2 separate regions of the Zea mays genome follow, and region 1 is linked to region 2. A link is a contact called in public Hi-C data. All regions are on one chromosome and are shown on one strand. Each heading gives the region's core, a stretch centred on a gene start, on an enhancer-like site or on the middle of the called end of the contact. The rest is flanking DNA. Distances are from core to core; before and after follow the strand shown. Region 1 holds the start of LOC100280040 (GYF domain-containing protein). Region 2 holds the start of LOC111589918.

Evidence for each region. Hi-C and Micro-C count contacts between places; a contact is called where the count stands out from the background.
Region 1: a Hi-C map of tassel shows a contact between it and region 2, with 4 times the contacts expected there. The contact joins the promoter of LOC100280040 here to the promoter of LOC111589918 in region 2. A contact is called at or near these places in 6 of 25 Hi-C or Micro-C datasets (bundle sheath, ear, leaf and 2 more).

The regions. Positions count from the first base shown.
Region 1 is chr8:167,194,646-167,200,278 of Zm-B73-REFERENCE-NAM-5.0, forward strand. It overlaps LOC100280040 (GYF domain-containing protein), which reads left to right and starts at 1,280. Exons shown (of 9, transcript NM_001331175.1): 1 at 1,280-1,599; 2 at 1,728-1,796; 3 at 2,101-2,171; 4 at 2,275-3,135; 5 at 3,223-3,313; 6 at 3,434-4,285; 7 at 4,392-5,633. The coding sequence starts at 1,557.
Region 2 is chr8:166,889,072-166,894,565 of Zm-B73-REFERENCE-NAM-5.0, forward strand. LOC111589918 reads right to left here and starts at 2,346. Exons shown (of 3, transcript XM_023300801.2): 1 at 1,972-2,346; 2 at 1,459-1,893; 3 at 304-1,363. The coding sequence starts at 2,142. The coding sequence ends at 488. It overlaps LOC100281533, which reads right to left. Exons shown (of 11, transcript NM_001368025.1): 8 at 3,631-4,102; 9 at 3,264-3,361; 10 at 3,156-3,186; 11 at 2,451-3,025. The coding sequence ends at 2,850.

The sequences.
Region 1 (5,633 bases), core at 30-2,529, 300 kb after region 2:
GTTACTTGGCCGAACCACGGGATAAATTCGCATGTCTCTTGTGATTGCTCTCTCTTTGATTGTTTGTGTTCGCAAGAGCTCGTCTTATTGACTTGATTAACCCGCACTAATATCTTTATAATCAAGGTTGTTGGAATTTAGTGTTGAATTTTACAGGATCACCTATTCACCCCTCTAGGTGCTCTCAAAAAATGAGGTACCATTGCCATCCTTTCTAAGCATAATATTACTATGAATTGAAATAGGCTTAGTATTGTTACCTAAGGAACATGAATTTGCCATGTGTCCCCTTTCCCAACATGTGTAGCAAGTTTTCTTTGTTTCGACCACTTGTCTGCTATCGAATTCATGCATGTATGCAAGTGAAGCACTTTGAATGATTTGAATTATGCAAATGATGAATTTGTGATTCTTGTTTGATAAGTGTGAAGATGATCCATCCAAGAATTAGAGAAAATTGATCGATCACGATTCATATATAATGGGAATAATAATCAAGAGAAAAATGATGATTATTGGACTTTAGTGTGTAGATAAACCAAATTTAAAGCTACAAGTAATGACCAGAAAAACTAGGTTAACATAATTTAAAAGTTTTTAATAACCTAAAAATTGAGAAGTGTCGCAACTCGCAAGCTATGATTGCTTTGTTCCCGATACGTATTTAGGGTCCGTTTGGTTCCTTTAGTTCAGTAACTAAAGTTTAGTTAGGAGACTAAAGTTTAGTCTCTATCATGTTTGATTCTATAGACTAAAATATTCAAAATGTATTAAATGAATCATAAGAGGACTAAAATACACCTTAACATTCTTTCGTCATTAGCGTAACTGAAATAAAGGAGGGGCAAAAACTAGAATTTATAAGGTTTAATTCCTTTTAGTCTTCCCTTGATAGACTAGAGACTAAAACAATTTAGTCCCTGTTTTAGTCTCACCATTTGGCAACTTAGAGACTAAATAAGACTAAAATAAAGAGACTAATCTTTAGTCCCTCGAACTAAACGGGACCTTAGCAAGTTATTTTTAGGAACTTATGTGTGAAACCAAGCCATCTTCACAACAAATTATTTGTTTTTTTTCCATAATTGAGTCACGATATCTGTATCACCACCATCCTAAAAAACGTTCATATAGTCACCAGCTAACTAATAAAAACGTACTATTTTGCTACAAACAAGGAAGAAAAAAACGATAGAAACAAACAAATCGCGCGATAAGCTATGATTTATCTCTTGGTTTGTGCTCGTCATCTCTTCCTATTCTCTCGCCCCGCTCCACGCCCCCATCGAAACACAGCCAAAAAGCCACCCCGTCCAAAACACACACACATAGCTCCCAATCCCAACCCCCGGCCACCCTCCATCTCCTGCTCCTCGCATCGCCGGTGACCTCGCCGCCTCGCTCTGTCTCAAAACCCTAGCCCCGGTTCTCTCCGCCGCCTCGCCCCGTTCGCTCGGATCGCGCCGCGGGAGCCGCTGCCTCTCCTCTCTCTCCGCCCTCCACCGGAAACCCTAGCTCACTCCCCCGCTCGCTCCTTCGGATCCCGCGAGGCTCCGATGGCGGAGAGGAAGCTGGATCGACCCTCGGCACTCGGCAAAGGTGACCCGCCCGATCTAGGCGCCCTGGCCCGCGTGAGATCCGATCTGCCGCCTGGACTGGCCTCGGGGCAGATCTGTGATTGATTGGTGGGTGCCCCCGATTTGACGTCTGGTTGTTGCGTCGTGCAGGTGGGCTGTCGCTTGGGATCGAGGAGGACAGGGCCGCCGCCGCCATGGGGTTCGTCGACCACTCCAAAGGTGCGGATTTCTTCACCCGAAACCACTTGCCTTTCATTCCTCCCTGATTCATCTCGGACTGTCTGCTTTGCTCAGCTTAGCATGAGGTATTTCTGTAGCGGGCGCCATGCACTACCGCACAAATGTGTAGCGTTCTGTTGGGTATTGCTAGTTCGTGTTGCGTGGGTGCATGTTTCCTGTGCGGTTGCTATCCTCGTCCTCTGTCTGCTTGCGTAGGGTCGTGAGCTTGTGCATCATTAGGCTGTCGTGTGGATGATACAATCGTGTGGATGATATTGCTGAGCGTTGACCCTCTGCTATGCAGATCAGCACCACCTGGATAACAGCATTCCCCTTTCTCCTCAGTGGCTCTACGCCAAACCTGCTGATGGAAAGGTTTGTGATCACTGCCCTTCCTTCAGGGACTGTTTCACTGTACCATGATGTCGATTGACTGCTGGTAAATTGATCTTTAACGATGCTGGATGCTCATCTGCAGATCTCGCTGCCTCATGGGTCCTCCCTTGAACCTGCTGAAAAGGAAGCGAGGATGTTGGAAGGAACTGCTGATAGGAAAGAACGAAGGAGGAATGTATTTGATGCTGACAGTGGTCTTCGTTGGCTTGAAGAGGAGAGGGAGACAAGCCTTCTTGGGAGGAGGGAGCGCAAGAAGGATGTAGACCGGGATGTGGATAACCGCAAGATCGATCGCCGATCTGACAATGTTTCTGCAAGGGACAACACTGATCCGCGCACAGCTCCTTCATCTGAAAGGTGGAATGATGGTTCCACCCGTAGCCTGGGGAATGAGGGTCGACGTGATGCAAAATGGTCATCAAGATGGGGCCCCGATGACAAGGAGAAGGACTCCAGGTCAGACAAGAAGGTTGATGCAGAGAAGGATGAAACTCATGCTGATAAACAGGCCTTCACAGGAAGGCTGCTGTCTGAGTCCGATTCCCGTGATAAATGGAGGCCTCGTCACCGGCAGGAAAGTCATTCTGTTGGAACAGCTACGTACCGTGCTGCTCCAGGCTTTGGATCCGAGAAAGGACGTGTTAAGGACTCGTCTAATGTTGGTTTTGCCGCTGGAAGAGGCAGGGGAAACCCAAACTCAGTTGCATCCTTCAACCGGCCATCATCTGCAGGATCAATCGGTGCTCCAGCTGTGCATGGGAAATTTGCAAAAACTGCAGTTAGTTTCCGCTACCCAAGAGGGAAGCTTCTTGATATATACAGGCAGAAAAATATGATGTCGTCGTTTGATGATGCCCACATGAAACTGGACGAAATTCCTTCTATCACACTCTCTATTGCTGCAAAACCTCTAGCATTTGTTGCACCAGATACTGTTGAAGAGGTAATACCTAGGCTATATTTTCCTACTAACTTTAAGCTCTAATCTCATTTCCCCCCTCTTTATCTACCTTCTTGACTACTTGTTCAGGCTCTCCTGGAAGATATTAGAAAGGGTAAAGTCATTAGCAGTGAAGGAATCAATGGGACTGGAAACAAGGAGAGGGCAAAAGAGCTCGAAGGTATATCTACACTGGGATGTTAGTTGTGCCATGATTTTATAGACTTAAAAATGTAAATGTTACTGTTTATCCATGGCTTCCTATCCATATGGTAAACTCTAAATTGTATGATTGTTTCAGAACCTGCTTCTGGTATTGATGATGACAAGGGCAAAGCCAGTTTTGCAATTGCTGGGTTGGGTCAAGAAGGGTCTTCAGGTTTAATCTCAGTGAATGATGCCTTCTATGTTGAAGGGACACTTCCTAGTGGTGTCAGTACATCTCTGCCGAAGAAAAGTCTGGAGGGAAATGCCTTCAGCAATCAACATAGGATTACTGACACTCAGGAAGGTTTGAAAACTGCTGAGATCAAGGAAAATGTTGATCATGATCTTGGCACTAAGCTACCTGATGATTCGAACACTCTGTTTGATGTACCATCCTTTGAGCATCTTCAAGAACCCCCTAAGCCATACCAAAGCAACAACATGGATACAAAAGTGGGTGGCCATGCTATTTATCCAGAAGAGTTGACATTATATTATCTGGATCCCCAAGGAGGTGTGCAGGGTCCATTTCTGGGTGCTGACATAATCTCTTGGTATGAAGATGGATACTTCGGTTTGGAGTTACCTGTACGTCTGTCTCAGTTTTCAGATGATGTTCCTTTTCGCCCACTTGTTGAAGTCATGCCCCACCTTGTGCAAAAGCCGCAATCGCGTATACCTGTACCTTGTGATGGAAATTCTGAATCTCTTGAATCATCTCAAAGTAAATTTGAATCCAGTGTCCGTTCTGCTTCCTCTGTGAGGGGTGACCAATTGTCTAACTGGGATACTGAAAGCAATGCTGTTGATCCTAAAAGAGGTGATCATGAAGAATCAATACCTTCTCGTAGTGGTTGGCTATCTTCACCGGAAACAGGAAAGGATATATCAAATACTAGTAATCGCCAGCAGCACATTCCTGAATCAGTGAATCAGGATGCCGAAGGTTAGATTTTTTTTTTAAAAAAACTCATCTGTTCTGTTTGTGTTTTTGCTGAGGTAATGTTTATTTTTTTCATGTTTAATATACACTTTTTTCATGTTTATGACAGAAGTGTTGTACACTGGGAGGCCTAACAGTAGCATGGGTCAATCTTTACGAGACCTTGAGAACGACCATGCAGATTTCCAGTTGACACCACATGATCCCCATTCTGTGGTTGGAGAAGCTAATTTGCCGCAGCATAATGTCCCAAGGGACAGCGATCTGAGTCCTCTTGGCTTACTTTGGTCTGAGCTGGAAGGGCATCCAAAACAACCTCTCTCATCAAATGTACTTGGTGTAAATGAACGTAGAAACTCCAAGCCTACAACACCCAAGGACATTCTACCTGTAAACATGAGACAAGGGCCACTTAGCAGGATGAATGAAGTTTCTAGTGTGCGTGATGAGTGGCCTGCAAACTTTGGACGGCTGGACAATATGAATGGCCCTAACATTTCTGGCAGAATCCCTCAGGTTGAAGCTGAGCATCATTTGAATTTTGATGGGCACCTCCTGCTTCAGCAGATCAGACGGGAGCAACAGCAACATCAACAGCGACAGGAGCAATTGATGGCCCGTAGTAATTTAGAGTTTTCTGGTGCATTTCCCGGGCAGGTGTTTGATTCTTTGCACCAACACCGACAGCCTATGAATCAACAGCTTCCTGATGTAGAGCATCTTTTGAGAGTCCAGTTTGAACTTGAGCAACAGCAGCAACACCAACTCCAACAAGAGCAGCACCAACGGCAGCTACAGCAGCAACGACAAGCCCAGTTTTTGCAACGACAGCAACAGCAGCAGCAGCAACAGATGATTCTTGAGCAATTGTTGCAGCAGCAGCTGCAGGGTTCTAATTTTGGACCAACAAATATGGTTGATCAAGTCTTACTTCGTGAACATGTATTTAATGAACTGCACCAGCAGCCTCACCATTTGCAAAGGCAGCATGATGCAGCTATTGAACAACTTATTCAAGCCAAATTTGGTCACGGGCTTCATAGGGAGCACCATAATGATATGTTGGATGTTCTCTCACGTTCAAATCAGAGACAAATGCTTCCTTTAGAGCAGCAAATTCTTTTAGGCCTTCAGCATGAGCATGAACAACAACTTCAGTCCCAACAATTGGCAAATGCTCTGCGGCAACATTCAGGCAGGGAAGAAGAAATGCACTTAAGTGGGGTCTGGCCAATGGATGATGCTGCCCAGTTTATCCGCTCAGGAACCAGTCCAAATCAGAGACACGGTTGTTTCGATCTCCTGGAGAACCTTCAGAGATCGTCATCGTTTGATCATCATGACCATCTAG
Region 2 (5,494 bases), core at 1,096-3,595:
ATACGAATAGAATGTACGAATGCGGAGATTTGGGAGGAGGAATGGTTGGAGATAGCCTAACATCTCTAGTGAAAACTGACATGGAATATCTTATTAGTAATACTGTAATATAGTAAGATATTAAAGATAACTAGTTCTGGAACTCACAACAATGGCATCATATGTTGTTAACTAAGCAGTGTTTGATTTTTAAGGAATAATTTTTAGTTCATCTATTTTATTTCATTTTGAATCTCTAAATTGTCAAATAAGAAAATTAAAATGGAGTTTTAGTTTCCGAATTTAGCAATTTAGAGACTAAAATGAACCAAACTCCTCCTAACGCTTTTTTTAACATCCATTCAGGTACAACGACGAGTTCACTACGACATACAGGTGCCATCAACTCAACACAAACAAATTTTCAAATCAGAAAAGAAGAAACACAGATAACAGGTACTCAGGTAGCACTTCCGTATACAAGCAAGCAAACATTGGGTCCTCCACTTCAAGCCGCGGTCACCTCGTCCACGAGCCGCTGGAACTCGGCCATGGCCGCGGGCGGCAGCCCCAGCAGGACGCGGACGCCGCCGCCGCCGCCCCCCTCCTCCCCGCACGGCAGGAAGAGCGCCACCTCCTTCTCGGGGAGCGCCGCGGGGCCGCACGCCGCGGGCGGGCCCCACCCGAAGTCGGCCGCGCGGAACGGCAGCCGCGACCACGCCGTGATGAGCAGCGTCGACGCCAGCGACGGCCGCGCGCGCGTCGCCTCGAAGTAGTCCACCGCGGACCGCATGTAGGCGTCCGTCACGGCCCCCGCGGCGCCGCGCACCAGCCGCACAGCGCGCGGCAGCGAGCGCGCCAGCTCCCCCGCGGGGCACGCCGCGCTGGTCAGCACGATGGCGTTGCCGAAGTACCCCTCGGGGAGCGGCGGCGAGAACCTCGGCCGCCCGTCCACCGCGAACAGCAGCTTGCTCGGGCGAGACGCCCGCATCCCCAGCGCCCGCGTGCGCGCGCTCCACACGAACCCGGCCAGCGCCTCGAACGTGGTGCACGCGCGGCCCTCCAGCGCCGCCGCCGCCGCCGCCGCCTTGACGCGCGCGATGGACGCGGGCGTGAACTGGAACGACCGGTGCAGGAGCGGGGAGTCCTCGTACTCGTCCTCGTCGTCGTCGGTGATCTGCGCGAACTCGTGGTGCGGGAAGTCGACCTGCGGCGGGTCGCGCGCGCGGAGGACGGCGCGGTCTAGGGCCGGCGGCAGCGACAGCGGGAGGCCGCGCGCCGTCTCGCCCCACGAGTTGACGAACTGCATGGCGCCGACGCCGTCGAACATGCAGTGGTTGATGGCCAGCCCCAGCACGAAGCCGCCGCACTTGAACTTGGTCACCTTGCAAGTCCATGGATCCATCGCCCGTCGTTATTATCTAATAACTAACTCCATCGATCCAGGAGATCGATGCACGAGCAGCAAATCGTACGTACCTGGGCTGCAAGCAGCGGCATCTCGAGTATGTTCTTGGCGCCGGGGACGCTGTACACGAGCCTGCCGAGCACGGAGGGGTCGGGCTCGGTGACGTCGCCGATGTCCGCCATGGCGCAGTCCGCGTCGGCCTCCACGAACACGGCGCCCTCGCCCGTGCAGTCCACGACCAGCTTCCCGTCGCCCGAGGTCGCCAGCCGCCCGGCGAGCGGGTAGTAGTGAACGAGCACCTTCGCCAGCGACTCCCTCAGCACGTCGCAGGCGCTGACTCCGCCGCCGGCGCCGCCGTCTGCCGCCCTGAAGCAGTACACGGTCTGCACGATGACGGCGATGTTCTGGTCCAGGTTGGAGAGGTAGTAGAGGCCGCCGGGTGTCTCCTCCGCCGGCGTCACCAGCGACGGCTCCCCCTGCTGCTTGATCCGCATCTCGAACACACTCTGCGTGCATATCCGTCGTCCATGTCAGAAACGGCGAGAACACGACTAGCAAAAAAAAACTTGATGAACGGACATTACCATTGCTGGAGTCAGACCAGCAGCGGAGCACAACCGGGACTGGATCTGGACCTGGACGACGCAGCGCGCGTGTAAGAAAGAACTCGGAGGGGAGCGGATCGAGGGAGAAGGCTTATAAGAAGAGGAAGAGAGGTCTCTTGTGCGTGCGCGCGAGTAAGGTGGTTGGGACATTTGGATGGAGTGAGCCAAGGGATGCAGCCAGCATGCAAATGCACGCTCGTAGTTCTTCTCCGAGCAGGTGAGAATCGGAACCGTATTCTAGATGATCTTGGGTTTCAGGAAGGTTGCTAGTGGAAATGGCAAGCACAAGCAGGCAGAGAAGACGGCGACTGCAGCTGTGATCATTTTCATCGGAAGCGTTTCATCTACAGACCTATCCACCAGCGGTGCACACACAGCGTCTGAGCACATGAGAGAGAGTACGACCACTTGAAACGCTTAAGATCACACAGACAAGGACCCAACAAAAATGCCCACATAGCAGAGAATCACTGCGCTAACATTGCGATGGCTAGGTAAACAACAAATGCAAGGAGCAGGAACGATTCAGAACTCGGATACATAGTTTTACATGGATAAATAGCTGAAACAAGCCCAGAATTGTTCTGCATATTACAGTCACGCTAGCTACCTACGCAACCAAGCTATCGTACATGACCATACACTAGAGACTACATCCACTACCAAGTCAAGCACAACTAGGTGTGTATGGCTGTGAAATGGTTAACAATCTTTGTAACCAGTACCCAGGTCACCGGCTCGTTCTCGCGGTGCCCCCAATTGTACAGAGCCAAAACCTCCAAACACGGGAGAATTGGCCGGAAAATAGTCCTTCCAGGTTCAATCCAAACCACCACTGGCACATCCGGTCCACAGAATCACTTCTCTTCTCCTCCATCGGGATCACTCTTTGACTTCTCCACCTTGCCGTTGTCTTCTGCTTCATCTTCCGAGCCTTCTTCACCTTCATCATCAGACATGCTATTTATTACATCTTCTATGATGCGTTTCACTTCTGCTTTTCTGTCCATGAGGTCCATTTCGAAATGGGTCCCTGGGTTTAAACGAACCAAGCATGTCAGTACACTCATCTGCTACTGCTAGAAAACTAAGGTTACAGCCGATGTATCAACAGTTTCTTCATATATCTACACCAATGAAATTCAAGCAGCATAAAAATGTACCTAATTGTCTGAGAATATCAGCCAAAGTTGCCTACACAAAAAATAACCAGTCAGAATACAAAAAAACACATAAAACTATAGACCATGTTCAAAACACAAACTGCTTACTGTGTTGAAGTCAACTTCCTTCAAAATGCTGCTAACAACAGCATGAAGCTGTTCATTGGTTGGGGCAGTCCCAGCACCTGGGCCACCCTTGCCTTTTCCTAGGGAGCATAAACAGAAAATAGCTTATTAGAGCTATGGCAGTCAAGCAGAGTAACGCATGTATATGGCATCACATCACAAATCACAGGCCTTTTAACTGAAAATGATTTTTGGACAGAAGAAAAAAAAACTTGCAGTCTTAACTCTTAAATTAACGAGCACAAATAAACTCAAAGCTGCACTAGGATGGCAACAATCAAAAGGAAAGAATACCAAAACAATACCAATCAATACACACAGCATGTGGTAAGCATTACAAAACTTGTACCTTTATTCTTATTCCTGGCAGCTTTGTTGTTTTGGGCTTCTTTTCCATTATCCTTCTTGGATTTAGAAACCTTCTTGTTTGGCTTATTTGAATCTGGTGGCGCATCAGTTTCTTTTGAGCTCTTTGCTCTCTTGCCAACCTTTTTTATCTCTACCTCAGGCTCATTTTTACTGTTTTGAGAAGGCTTTGATGCACGTTTTGCAGGTTTCATAGAACCCTTTTTTCCTGGTGCATCCTTTTCCTTTGCATCAGTACCAGTTTCTTTAACCTGTTTTACATCTGTAGACTTTTTCTTTGCTGGAGGCTCATCAGGTTCAGCATCACTCACAGCATGATCATTTGCCTCAGAGTCAGAGCCCACATCAGCTTCGTCTCCTGTTGATGCATCCTCAGAACCAGCAAGATCAGCATCATCCCCATCATCATTCTCTTTACCATCTTCAGCTGCTTGTTTCTGAACTCTTTTCCTTTTCTGTTCAATGAGACAAGCAGACACCAAGATTCCATTAATCAGTAAAAATGATAATACAAAAAAAAATTTAACCACTATACATATTGCCCATGTATGTTGACTTATTGCCTAGACAGTAAGAAACTAGATTGCTAAAAAAGAAGAGCTCAAAGAGTATACATAGACGTCTGTCATGAAACAGTTCAAGAAAAGAGACAGAAGTAATGTCCTCAGTACCAAAAAAATGCTTAAGGAAACATCATTATGCATTCACCAAGGTGTTCTTAAGCACGAGGCAGAGCCCTAACGTTATATAGGTCGTAGCCATCCAATTAAACACCGTGGATGTCAGAAAACATGTGCAATGTCAAGATGGCAAAATGATTTGTTGGGTTGTGATTCCAGAGGTGGTGTGGCAGAAGGGATGGGAGGAGACAGCTGCATGAGAACAATTGTCTGCAGCAAATTGGTGGCGGTAGGTAGGGACATAGTCACAAAGTTCATGGGATGATTGGGTCATGGAATGCAGATCAAGAAACATGGTACACTCCTTAAAAGGAGTTCCACTATGAGGGCAAGATTGTTCATGCTTCCCTGAAAAGGAACGGTGTTCCCAGGACGAGGAACATGGCAACATACAACGTTCCTGGTGACACTAGGTAGGGCATCAATGGGTGTTATGAACTTATAATGTTTATTAGATGGGCTAGTCGACTTCCTATATTCCTCCCAGGCCTGAGTGGGGTTCTTAAGACATTCCTCTTTCTCATTTATTCTTGCAAATTTATGCAATACGTATGCTGATATGTCATCTAATCTATGTTTAGCTATAGGCAATGGGAGGTGACTTGAGTCCACCAAGCACCTAGTGTCTTTTATAACCAGACATTAATAAGCAATGGTAAGACACCAAAATATTAGATATTTAGACTAGTACTTGAGAAACTTAAGGCATGTTTGGTTCGCTACCTAACTTGCCACACTTTGCCTAACTTTTCTGCCTAAGGTTAGTTATTCAATTCGGACGACTAACCTTAGGCAAAGTGTGGCACATTTAGCTAAGAACCAAACAGGCCCTTAGTAAATCCAGGTGATCGTATCTGGTTACTGAAATAGCCATTTGAAACGGCTATTTGACACAAACCCCTATTCAAAAAACTATATATTTGTCCAAATAGCATTTTGAAATCTATTTACTGATAACTAAAACTCGGTTACATGTTTACACAACATTTTGAAATAGCTATTTCCTGAATACCCTTTTGAAATAGCTATTTCTTGCTACCTAAGCAGGTAATATAATCAGTTATATCTGTTTAACCAAACAGCTATTTCTTGATACCCTTAAAGCAAATTCAATCGGCTATGACTTTTCAAACAGAAATTTGAGATAGCTACTTTTTAATACCTAAA